3 separate regions of the Mus musculus genome follow, and all the other regions are linked to region 3. A link is a contact called in public HiChIP or PLAC-seq data. All regions are on one chromosome and are shown on one strand. The core of a region is the stretch at or near the end of the contact, and the rest is flanking DNA. Distances in the headings are between cores, read along the strand shown.

Region 1 (3,833 bases), core at 939-3,438, 220 kb before region 3:
ACATGCAGTAAGGCATAGTTCTTAGAAACAGAGACACCCAAGAGTCAGACCCTATAAAGCTATCCTGAGGCTTAGATTAGGAGCTAAGAGTTGTTGCTCCTTATTTTCCTCCCCTGTAGAACAGGTCTGGGGGTAATCTATCACTAAGCTATGCTCCAGTCCCTCACTGGGAAACTCTAGACAGGTGCTCTGAGCCACACTTCCAGCCCCTTAGTGGGGGGCTCTAGGCAGGTGCTCTGCCACAGGACTACACCTCAGCCACTCTCTGAGGGATTTTAGGCAGCTGCTCTACTACTTAGATACGCCCCCCAGTTCTGGGTTTGATTTTTTTTTTTTTAAGATTTATTTTATTTGTTATATGTAAGTACACTGTAGCTGTCTTCAGACACCAGAAGAGGGCATCAGGTCTTGTTACAGATGGTTGTGAGCCACCATGTGGTTGCTGGGAATTGAACTCAGGACCTCCAGAAGAGCAGTCAGTGCTCTTAACCTCTGAGCCATCTCTCCAGCCCCTCTGGCTTTGATTTTTTGAGAGAGGATCTCACAGAGTTGCACAGGCAACTCTGAACTCCCTCTGTATCCCAGGGTGCCCTTGAACTCACATCCTTCCTGCCTCTGCCTCCTGAGTACCTATGGTTACAGACCTGTACCACCAGACCCAACTGGCATCCCGTATTTGTTTTTGTCATCCCATTTTGCAAAGGTTTGGGATCATCTCGATTGAAGTGCCAAACAGTAAGAAACAGCAAAAGGAAACTGTTTAAGATAGCTGATCAGGACAGACAGGTAGTTCAGGCCACAGACAGTGAAGGCATTCCACTTAGCTATCAAAGGCTTAGAACATCCTATTTTGGGTTCCATATCACATCTGAAAAAGTAGGAATTGAGGAATGAAAAAAAAATCCATCCAGAGCCCAGAGGGAGTGAAGGATGAAGGTGAAGGATGTTCTTGAGGGGTCCTGAGAATACTGGGTACATGCTGGGGACCAGCATGGCAAAGATCTCATCAAGCTAATATAACCAAAGTGGGTTTGATGGGTGTCAAAAGAGGTAAAATAAACACATATCCAGTTCCTAGGGGAATGTAGATTATCCCACTAAGCAAAGGGCATAGCATGTTTTGTCAGAGAGTAAGAGGCACAGCTGAGAGCAGAGGAACCACCGGGTTCCATGAGGGGTGTGGAGTGTCTGTAGAGTAAGGGAGGAGGGCTGTAATGTCTGTCCCGACCATGTCAAGGCGAGAGGAACTGGAAATAAACATTTCTAAGGAGGTACAAAGTGCACCCAGAGCGGTGAGTAGACCTGGTAAGAACTTCAGTTGATTGTATCTGAAAACAGAGAATCAACATAGAACTTTTTTTTTTTTTTACTTCCGGGTGGGCGTAGGGTGGTCTGTCTCCACAGAGGCACACAGAATGGGAATGTGGGATGTCTCCAGGCTTCTAGTTAAGGGCACAGGCTGTCTGTGGGTGCATGGCTGTCTGGTGGGGAATTCAGGCAGTTCTAGGGGATACGGGTTGGCGGGGGTGTATACAGGCTGTTGTTCTGAGGGGACCAGCTGGGTTTGGAAGCACAGGCTGTCTGAGGGGTACAGGCTGGTCTGGGGCATAGGCCACAGCTAGAAGGCAAACTTTAAGAAACAAGTTTCTTTAGGGCATATGCTAATTAGGGATATGTGCTACCCCTGAACATCTCTCACTCTCCCCGCCCCCTTTCTCTCCAGTTTCTGTGAGCACAGGTTGATTTGGGCACAAACATTCTTGGGGGATAAGAACAAGACAAAAGTTTCCCCCAGACAAAAGTTTCTTTCTCCCTGACTGTGGGACACAGATCTGGGCTCAGAACACAGCCTCTCACCTCCTGGCAGCTCAGCTGGGCCACAGGTCTCCCTGCCCGCGGGCACATCCGCCTGCCACAGTCGCTTGATGCACACCTTCCACAGCCCCAAATGGGCGGCCTCACAGACGGCGCTGCCATTGGTCTTGTATGTATTGAGTTCCACCCAGAACTCGGTGCCCACAGCCAGCACAGCCAGCGTAGCACCCACGATTGCCACCAGCAACCCCAGCTTGATCTTGCCCTCTCGCTCCGGAGTCAAGCCGAGATTCTGCTGTTCTTGGGCACGACGCCGGCCCACAGCTGTCCGGCGTCGGTCTTCCTCTTGCATGAAGAAGTTAGACCACATCATGATGATGGGATCCGCTGGAGCTCAGGCGAGCCTCAAGGAGTCAGAAAGACCTGTGCAGCGGGTCCTAAGGGGCAGGGGGCAGGGCCTAGACTTTCAAAGGAAGTAGTAGGCTCAGTGTCAACTAGATCGGGAATGAGAAAAAGCTGAGCCCCAAATGCAAGAGTGGAGGCCTTTGCCCCTGAGAAGAGAAACTAACTATATTTTTGGCCTAAGGATGCTACCAGGGCTTATGCACATGAACGTGGCACAGGTGAGGCCTAGAGAAAAAGCTAGGCTACTCTGAGGTTTACCTAGCCAATGAGAAAACTGAGGAGCCCAAGGGAAAACTTGCCCAGTTTCCAAAGGTTGCTGATGGGGTCTCCCGTAAGTCTCACAGTTTTCCCTTGAAAAGAGGGGAGCTGAGGTTTTTCGTGTGTTTGAGATATAGTTTAGATTTCTTCTGGCTCAGAATTTGAGAAAGGAGGAATCTCAGAACACTTTTGGGCTATACAAAAGTTAGAATTGGGATTTCACTGGTAAAGTTAGAAATCGCTCCAAGTCTGAGAGAGGCAAGTGGAAGCTCCAGTATTCACAGCAAATCTGGGACCCCACTGGAATTCGAGGGGGTATGGGCGAGCCAGGGACTACTCAAAAAAGAGCCCAGGTCTCCTACAGTGGCTGAGAATCACAATGAGGTCCAGAAAAAGAGGCTGGGGACTCTCTGTAGTCAGGACAGGGCTCAGACCAAGGCACTGTGGTCTACACTCTGGCTTAGAAAACCAAGGCAAAATACCCTGGGGGACACAGGAGTTGGAAAGGGACTCTCAGTCAGTCTGTCTGCAGTTACTCGGCTCCCCCTCCCCCGGGCTCCCAAGTCCTGCTCGGCCAGGATCGCTCCAAACTCAGCTCAGGGTCCCGCGCTCCCTTTGGACTTCCCACCCGGGTCTCCCGGGCACGGGTCCCTTGAGCTCTCCTGCCTCTGCGCCACGCCGGCCCCAGCTCCGCGATGCCTCCGAAGCGTCCAGCTTTGCTCGCCTCTACCCAGTCAGCTCTCCGGACCTGCTGCGCTCGCTCCCTGCCTCGCCCCATCCGCCCACCCCCTCACCCCACCGGCTATTTCAGGCTCGACCCGTAAATAACACTCGCACCTGTCGCAAGCGCCTGTTGCCATAGGGATCCGGGTATTTTAAGGGGACAAGGGGCGGGGGAGGGAGGCCTCTTGGAAGGAGGGGCTGGGGGCCGGGTCTTCAACAGAGCGAACGAAGGGAGATCTGTTTCCCCAAGGGTCCGGGACCAGGCTGCAAAGTCCAAAATCTGGATCTCAAAGAGCCAGTGAAGTCAGAGAACTTGTGTTTCTGTCCTGAGCAGTCCAGGCTGGAAGCTCCCTAGTTGGCTTGCAGGATTCTGAGGTCCAGAGGCTTGGAAGAAGTACTGGGGGTGGGGGCGGGGTGGACTCTTTGAGTCTGAAGGTTTGGAGGAGGTGGGCTTGGTCTGGATTCTTAAAGTCTGGGGGAGGAGAGGCAGGGTATGTAGTTTGAGGGTTTCAGGGAGAAGGGTTGAACTCATATGTATGTGGGAACAGAGCTTCAGTATAGGCTCCTGGTCTTGAGGGAGGAGGACTAAGGCCTGGACTGTGGGCCTGAGAGAGGCCTGGAACCTGACTCTT
Region 2 (3,792 bases), core at 879-3,378, 160 kb before region 3:
AACTTTGTCTCCAAAATCCATCAGTCATTCAATAAATAAAATGTAAAATGAAAGAAAACACAAAATGTGCATAAAAATATATAGAATATACTTTTTTATTTGTTGTTTTGAGAAAGAGTCTCTTTATGTAGTCCTAGCCATCCTGGGACTTACTATGTAGAGAAGGCTGGCCTGGAACTCATGGAAATCTCCATGTATCTGCCTCTCAAGCAAAGGAGTTAAAAGTGCTCACCACCACACCTGCCTTAGAATGCGCTGCCGAGCATGAAAGAACGGATCATATTTTTAATTCTTTTTCTTTTTTTAAAGGTTTACTTATCATTATACATAAATACACTGTAGCTGTCTTCAGATCCTCCAGAAGAGGGCGTCAGATCTCATTACGGATGGTTGTGAGCCACCATGTGGTTGCTGGGATTTGAACTCAGGACCTTCGGAGATCATCTTAATGTATTTATTATTGTATGTTAGCAGGTGGTGTGTGTGGAGGGGGATGTTGCACCTAACACAGCAAACATAAAGGACTTCATTCTTTCCATCCAATTTTATGTGGTTTCTGAGGATCAAACTCAGATTGCCTTAGAAAGAGAGTAGGATGGCTGGAGAGATGGCTTAATGGTTAAGAGCACTGGTTGCTCCTCAAGGGGACCTGGGTTCAATTCTCTGTACCACAATGGCAGCTTACAACTATCTATAACTCAAGTCCTAGGGATATGATGCCCTCTTCTGATTTCTGTGAACACCAAGCACACGTATGATGCACAGACAGACATGTGGTCAAAACGTCCTTTTTTTTTTTTTCTCCCAAAAAGAATACAGTTGAGGTAGGCAGTTATCCCAGCACTCGGAAGGTAGAGGTAGCTCTCTGTGAGTTTGAGGTCAGCCTGGTATATAAAGTTCCAGAACAGCCAGCTCTACACAGAGAAACCCTGCCTTGGAAAAAAACCCAAAATAAAAGAATACAGGAGGGGGAGGGAGAGGATGGGTGGGTGAGGAAGCACCCTCATACAGGCAAAGGGGAGGGGGGAATACGTGGGATGGGGGAACGGTTGCTGGAGAGGTAACCAGGAAGTGGGATATTATTTGATACAAAGGAATGGAATGATTAATAAATTTAAAAAAATTTTTTTTAAAAAAAGAATACAGCCGGACATGGGAATACGCCTTTAATCCCAGCACTCAGGAGGCAGAGGCAGGTGGATTTCTGAGTTCGAAGCCAGCCTGGTCTACAGAGTGAGTTCCAGGACACCCAGGGCTATACAGAAAAACCCTGTCTCAAAAAAAAAACAAAAAAACAAAAAAACAAAAACAAAAACAAACAAACAAAGAATACAGTAAAAAGGCTGAAGAGATGGCTCAGTGTTCAGTAGCACTTACTGCTCTTACACAGGACCCACATATAAAAGTTCATGGCTAGGGGCTGGAGAGATGGCTAAGAGCACGAACTACACTTCCAGAAGTCCTGAATTCAATTCCCAGCAACCACATGGTGGCTTATAACCATCGGTAATGGGATCCTATCCCCTCTTCTGGGATCCCCTCTTCAGGAGTGTCTGAAGACAGCAACAGTATATAAAGAAAAGAAATAAATCTTTTTTAAAAAAGTTCATGGCTAGCCTGATCCATTGTGAGTTCAAAGCCAACTTGAGCAACCTAGTAAAACTGTTGTCAAAATAACAAAGGGGAAAACAAAACAAAACAAAACAAAACAAAACAAAACAAGAGGGCTAAGGGTGTGGCTTAGTGGTAGGATGCTTCCTAGAATCCCCCAGTAAGGGGCAGGGAATGTGGAAGTGGAGGAGACTTGCCTAGCTTGTGTGAGGCCCTAAATTCAATCCTCAGTGTTGAATGGGGGGAAAGAACCAACCCAGCCCATGTGCATCTGCTTGTTTTTGCAAAACTAAGCCTGAGGAGGGAAGCTGACAAACAAGAGAGGCTGATTGCACCAGGGCGGAGGGAGAACAAGGAGCTGAGGAGAAGTACACACATTTGCAGGATTTTCATCCCTGGAATTATGTTAGTATTTTATACATTCAAGGAATAAACCCAAAGCCAGGTGTGATGGCGGAAAGCTTGCTGAATAGGGGGAGGGGGTGGAGAGCAGTCAAAGCCACACAGCAAACTCTGTCTCAACAGCAAAGCAAGCCAAAGCAAGCAAACACATAGCAACAATAAATAAATAAGAACAAGAGTGGTGAACAATCCCGGTAACTTTCATTCTCGTCCCTCCCTCCTTCTTTCCCTCTTTTGTTGTTGTTGTTGTTGTTGTTGTTGTTGTTGTTGTAGGATAGGCTGGCTCTCCCTTGCTATGCCCCACAGCCTGACTTCAAGCTGTTGATCCCCTGCCTCCAACTCCAGAGTGCAGATCCCATAAGCGTGCCACCACACCTGCTTCAACTTCTTTCTGAACTCGTTCCCCAAGGGAAGCGACTCTCTCCAGAGCCAAGGGCACAAGCCAAGGACAGTAAAGTGTCCTTTTGTCCAAAAATAAGAAATTACACCCAGGAGGTAGTGGTGTACTCCTTTAATCCCAGAAATTGGGAGTCAGAGGCAGGCATATCTCTGAGTTTGAGGCCAGCCTGGTCTACAGAGCTAGCTCCAGTTCTCTGTGTACCCCTGGCTGTCCTGGAAGTCACTCTGTAGACCAGGCTGGCCTCGAACTCAGAAATTTGCCTGCCTCTGCCTCCAGAGTGCTGGGATTAAAGGCATGTGCCACCACGCCTGGCTTATAACCCAAATTCTTTTTTTTTTTTTTTTTTTTTTAAATTTTTTTTTTTTGATTTTTCTTTTTTTTTTTTTTTTTTTTAAAGATTTATTTATTTATTATATGTAAGTACACTGTAGCTGTCTTCAGACACTCCAGAAGAGGGCATCAGATCTCATTACGGGTGGTTGTGAGCCACCATGTGGTTGCTGGGATTTGAACTTTGGACCTTCGGAAGAGCAGTCGGGTGCTCTTACCCACTGAGCCATCTCACCAGCCCATAACCCAAATTCTGTACAGATTATTTTGTTATTTGAAATATGGTCTGCGGGCTGGAGAGATGGCTCAGCGGTTAAGAGCACTGACTGCTCTTCCAGAGGTCCTGAGTTCAATTCCCAGCAACCACATGGTGGCTCACAACCATCCATAATGAGATCTGACACCCTCTCCTGGTGTGTCTGAAAACAGCTACAATGTACTTACATATAATGAATAAATATTTAAAAAAAAAAAAGAAATATGGTCTGCACCTAGCCCAGACTGGGTAGAACTTGCTATGTAGCTAAATATGACCTTACCTTCACTAATTCTCCTGCCTCCACTTCCTGGGGTGACAAGCGTGCACTGCCATGCCTGTCTTATGCATTTCTGGGGAAGGAAACCATGCTCTTCAATGCCAGACAAGCACTCTACAAACTGAGCCACATTGCAGCAACAGATCTGTACATTTTTAATTGGGTAAATAAAATGTCTCATTGAGTCAAAGTGCCACACAAGCCTGATGGCTTAAGTCCAATCCTCAGACCCATGATGCAGAGAGACACGACTTCTCAAAGGTGTTGTCTGACCTCCAAACTCAGTGACAAAAGCAAGCTTGCATTCATACAAACACATATATAATAATAATAATACTAGACAATGAATAAAGAAAATTAAAGGAATAGGAGGAAAAGTTGGTTTCAGTAACATATCCATCTACACATGTATATGGAAAGGTAGATACAAGATACACATTCGACAATGCCAGGTGTAAGTAAGTATCACCAATGGGCTGCAGAGATTGTTCCGAAGATTGGAGCAAGAGCACT
Region 3 (3,485 bases), core at 886-3,385:
GTTAAGAGCACTGTCTGCTCTTCCAGAGGACCCAGGTACAATTCCTAGTAACCACATGGCAGGTCACAGCTGCCTGTAACTCCAGGTCCAGGGGATATGGAGCCCTCACACAGATAAACTTGTAGACAAAGCACCAATGCAAGTAAAAATAAATCAATCTTAAATAAAAAGTCCCGCTAGTTCAGGATGCTAGTTATCTTGTAGTCATATTGATGTGAGGCCCTTCAGCTAAATTCTACTTCTGTGTAAGGTAATATTTCCTAAGCAATTTATTCTTAGCCGGGCGAGGTGGCACAGGCCTTTAATCCCAGCACTCAGGAGGCAGAGGCAGATGGATATCTGAGTTCGAGGCCAGCCTGGTCTACAGAGTGAGTTCCAGAACAGCCAGGGCTATACAGAGAAACCCTGCCCCCACCCAAAGATTTATTTATTTTATGTATTTGAGCACACTGTAGCTATACAGATGGTTGTGAGCCATCACTTTGTTGCTGGGAATTGAACTCAGTACTTCTGCTCGCTTGGGGACCCCGCTCCTTCTAGCCCAAAGATTCATTTATTATTTTATTATTATTATTATATATTTTTTAAAGATTTATTTATTATTATATGTAAGTACACTGTAGCTGTCTTCAGACACTCCAGAAGAGGGAGTCAGATCTCGTTACAGATGGTTGTGAGCCACCATGTGGTTGCTGGGATTTGAACTCTGGACCTTCGGAAGAGCAGTCAGGTGCTCTTACCCACTGAGCCATCTCACCAGCCCTTATTATTTTATTATTATATGTGAGTACACTGTAGCTATCTTTAGACAGACCAGAAGAGGGTGTCAGATCTTATTACAGGGATGGTTGTGAGCCACCATGTGGTTGCTGGGAATTGAACTCAGTACTTCTGCTGGCTCGATTTGAACTCAGGACCCCCAGGAGAGTAGTCTTACCTGCTGAGCCATCTCACTAGCCCCAGTTTTGGTTTTTCAAAATAGGGTTTCTCTGTGTAGGCCTGGCTGTTCTGGAATTTGCTCCATAGACCATGGCCTCAAACACAGAGAACCACTTGCATGTGTGTGTGTGTTTATTTTCGGTAGGGTTTCACTGTGTAGACCAGGGAGGCCTTGAATTCAAAGAGATCTATCTCCTGACCTTAAATACACATGGCACCACCTCTGGAAGTTTTTGTTTTGCTTGCATGGTACTGAATCTCATATAATTCTGCCTGGCTTGAAACTAGTTGTCTAGTCAAGTATGACCTCAAATTCCTGATCCTCTTGTTTTTCTACCTGAATGCTCGGATAACAGGCATTTGCCACTATGCCTGCTATATACAGTTTCTTTCAGACAAGGTCTTACTGTCTAGCACAGAGTGCCTTGGGATTTACAGTAATTCTCCTGCCTCAGCCTGTTAAGTGCTAGAATAAGAGACAGGAGTCACCAACCAGTTATTGGTTTTTTTTTTTTTTTTTTGGTTTTTTGTTTTTTTTGAGACAGGGTTTCTCTGTGTAGCCCTGGCTGTCCTGGAACTCACTCAGGCTGGCCTCAAACTCATAAATCCGCCTGCCTCTGCCTCTGCCTTCCAAGTGGTGCTGGGATTAAAGGCCTGTGCCACCACCACCTGGCTTATTGTGGTTTTGAGAGAGAGCCTCTCCGAGTAGAGGCTGTCCTGAAATTGCTATATAGAGCAGGAGAGGCCTTGAACTCACAGACATCCTCCTGCCTTCGACTCTCAAATACTGGCTTAAAGATGCCTATCACCACACCTGGCCCCAGTTATGTTTTAGATACAGAGTCTATTTTTTTATGTGGTCCAAACTGGCTTCAAACTTTCTCCTACTTTTTTCTCTCTCAGGACTCTGTTTTCCAAGGGCTGGTATTATACCAGGAGTCACCTTGCAGACCAGACTCAAACTACAGCACAGTTGCTTCGTTTTGTTCTCTCAGGCTGGCAGCCAGCCCTGCCCCCACCAGCCCTGAAGTCAGGAGTCCTCCTAACTTTACTCTTTGCGTAAGGATCTAGAGATCTGGACTCACACAAAGACTTTAGACAGATAGAATTCCCACTGAGTCTCCTGCTTCCTGCCAGATCTCAGCTCTGCAGATTTCAGAGCTGATACGGGAAGGAGTGCCGGGCTGTGGGCCCCAGGCAGCTTTCTCTGCCTTCAGATTGCCCAGGTTCCAGGAAATAATGCGGGGAGGTGTGATGTGCTCGGCTCCTTTGGCCCGGTTCAGTCCAGTCTAAACTGACTCGATAAAGAGGCCTTCTACTCCACCCAGCCAGAATTTCACACCTGCCTCTGCCCCAGGAGATCCCCTCATTGTTTTCAGTAAGGAATGCTTTGCATGTGTGTGTGACCTGGTCTCACTATGTAGGCCTGGCCTGCCTGGAACTCACAGAAACACCCTGCCCTTAAGTCTCGAGTGGCAGGAATAAGCCATTCACCACCACATTTTGAAAAAGCACGTTGTGCTTGATTTAAACCCTGAGCTGCGCTCCCGATCCTCTATCACTGCGTTCCTTGGGTGGGATCTTTTCTCTCTTGCTTTAACTTTGACTTAAAAACCCGAATTACAGGCAGGCTGACAAGGCCACCTGGAATGTCAGTGCGTTTGAGGGCTCCCAAATGTTACGTTTTTTACTTGTTAAAGTAAGTAGTGCTTTAATAACAGAGCTTTCTCCCCAAGACACAGTATCACGATGTAGTCCTGGCTGACAGCTACCCCCAGACATGTGCTTGCCATCTAAGTGCTGAGATTGAAAAAAAAAAAAACCAAAATAGCTCTTCTCTCTGTCTCTCTCTCCCTCCTCTCCCCATTCTCCTCCCCCTCTCTCCACGTGCCCCCCCCACTCTCTCTGCCTTTCTGTCTCTACTACCTTCAACTCCCCTGCCCATGCCCTAAATAAACTCTATTCTATACTAAAAAATGTGTTACTAGGCACAAGCAAGTCCAAGTCTCCCTGTCTCTGTCTTCCTCCTCCTCCTCTTCCTCTTCTTCCTCCTCTTCCTCCTTTTTAAAATGTCAGGGATTCTCTGTGTAGCCCTGGCTGTCCTGGAATTTTCGGTGAGCTCCCTGCTTCTGCCTCCTGAGTGCTGGGATTAAAGGTGTGCACCACCATGCCCGGCACACCTTCATTTTTAAAATTCAGGATTTTACCATGCTTAGGCTGCCCTCAATCAACTCTATAGCCAGGTAGGCTTTGACATGGCTAACTTTCTTCCACACCCTAGGGACAATTGTGTGCAGCTCAGCTTGGCTTCTTTAGCACAGATCTGTACTCCCAGGCCCCAGGCATCCCACATCCCTCCTTTCCAGGGAGAGGGAAAGCCATTTTCCCTTGGCTGCTGCTTTGTTGCTGGGACCACTGTCTAGTACCTGGTGATGAAGTTGGTTTTCACAGTATGGTAGAAGAGAGACTGATCACACACCCATGAAAACCCATATATACATTTATATTGCTAAGGACAGAACAAACAGCCTCACTGTATATGTCCA

What was found. HiChIP or PLAC-seq counts read pairs in DNA pulled down with a chosen protein or histone mark.
Region 1: a contact with region 3 is called in an H3K27ac HiChIP or PLAC-seq map of embryonic stem cells, with 9 read pairs. The contact joins the promoter of Cacng6 here to the enhancer-like site in region 3. A contact is called at or near these places in 7 of 39 promoter capture datasets (the 3T3-L1 cell line, the C10 cell line, cranial neural crest and 2 more), 6 of 115 datasets of contacts at active chromatin or transcription factors (bone marrow-derived macrophages, embryonic stem cells and epiblast stem cells) and 2 of 9 other capture datasets (adipose tissue and liver).
Region 2: an H3K27ac HiChIP or PLAC-seq map of embryonic stem cells shows a contact between it and region 3, with 20 read pairs. The contact joins two enhancer-like sites. A contact is called at or near these places in 4 of 39 promoter capture datasets (the C10 cell line, HPC-7-derived erythroid cells, pre-B cells and 1 more), 6 of 484 Hi-C or Micro-C datasets (the HL-1 cell line, the N1E-115 cell line, beige adipocytes and 3 more) and 7 of 115 datasets of contacts at active chromatin or transcription factors (embryonic stem cells, epiblast stem cells and stem cell-derived neural progenitor cells).

The regions. Positions count from the first base shown.
Region 1 is chr7:3,423,017-3,426,849 of GRCm38.p6, reverse strand. Cacng6 (calcium channel, voltage-dependent, gamma subunit 6) reads right to left here and starts at 2,188. Exons shown (of 4, transcript NM_133183.2): 1 at 1,858-2,188. The coding sequence starts at 2,188. 3300002P13Rik (RIKEN cDNA 3300002P13 gene) reads left to right here and starts at 3,405. Exons shown (of 2, transcript NR_126426.1): 1 at 3,405-3,576.
Region 2 is chr7:3,358,862-3,362,653 of GRCm38.p6, reverse strand. All of the region lies in intron 4 of Cacng7 (calcium channel, voltage-dependent, gamma subunit 7), which reads right to left. Among named protein-coding and RNA genes, the nearest start is that of Cacng7, 28 kb to the right of the region's middle. Within about 2 kb of position 2,128, at least 4 of the 459 cell types and tissues checked have an H3K27ac peak or open chromatin away from gene starts, as enhancers often do. A contact at or near this core is called in embryonic stem cells, where this site is marked.
Region 3 is chr7:3,200,166-3,203,650 of GRCm38.p6, reverse strand. No RefSeq gene overlaps it. Among named protein-coding and RNA genes, the nearest start is that of Mir290a, 17 kb to the left of the region's middle. RefSeq lists a cis regulatory region at 1-3,485. Within about 2 kb of position 2,135, at least 46 of the 459 cell types and tissues checked have an H3K27ac peak or open chromatin away from gene starts, as enhancers often do. A contact at or near this core is called in embryonic stem cells and epiblast stem cells, where this site is marked.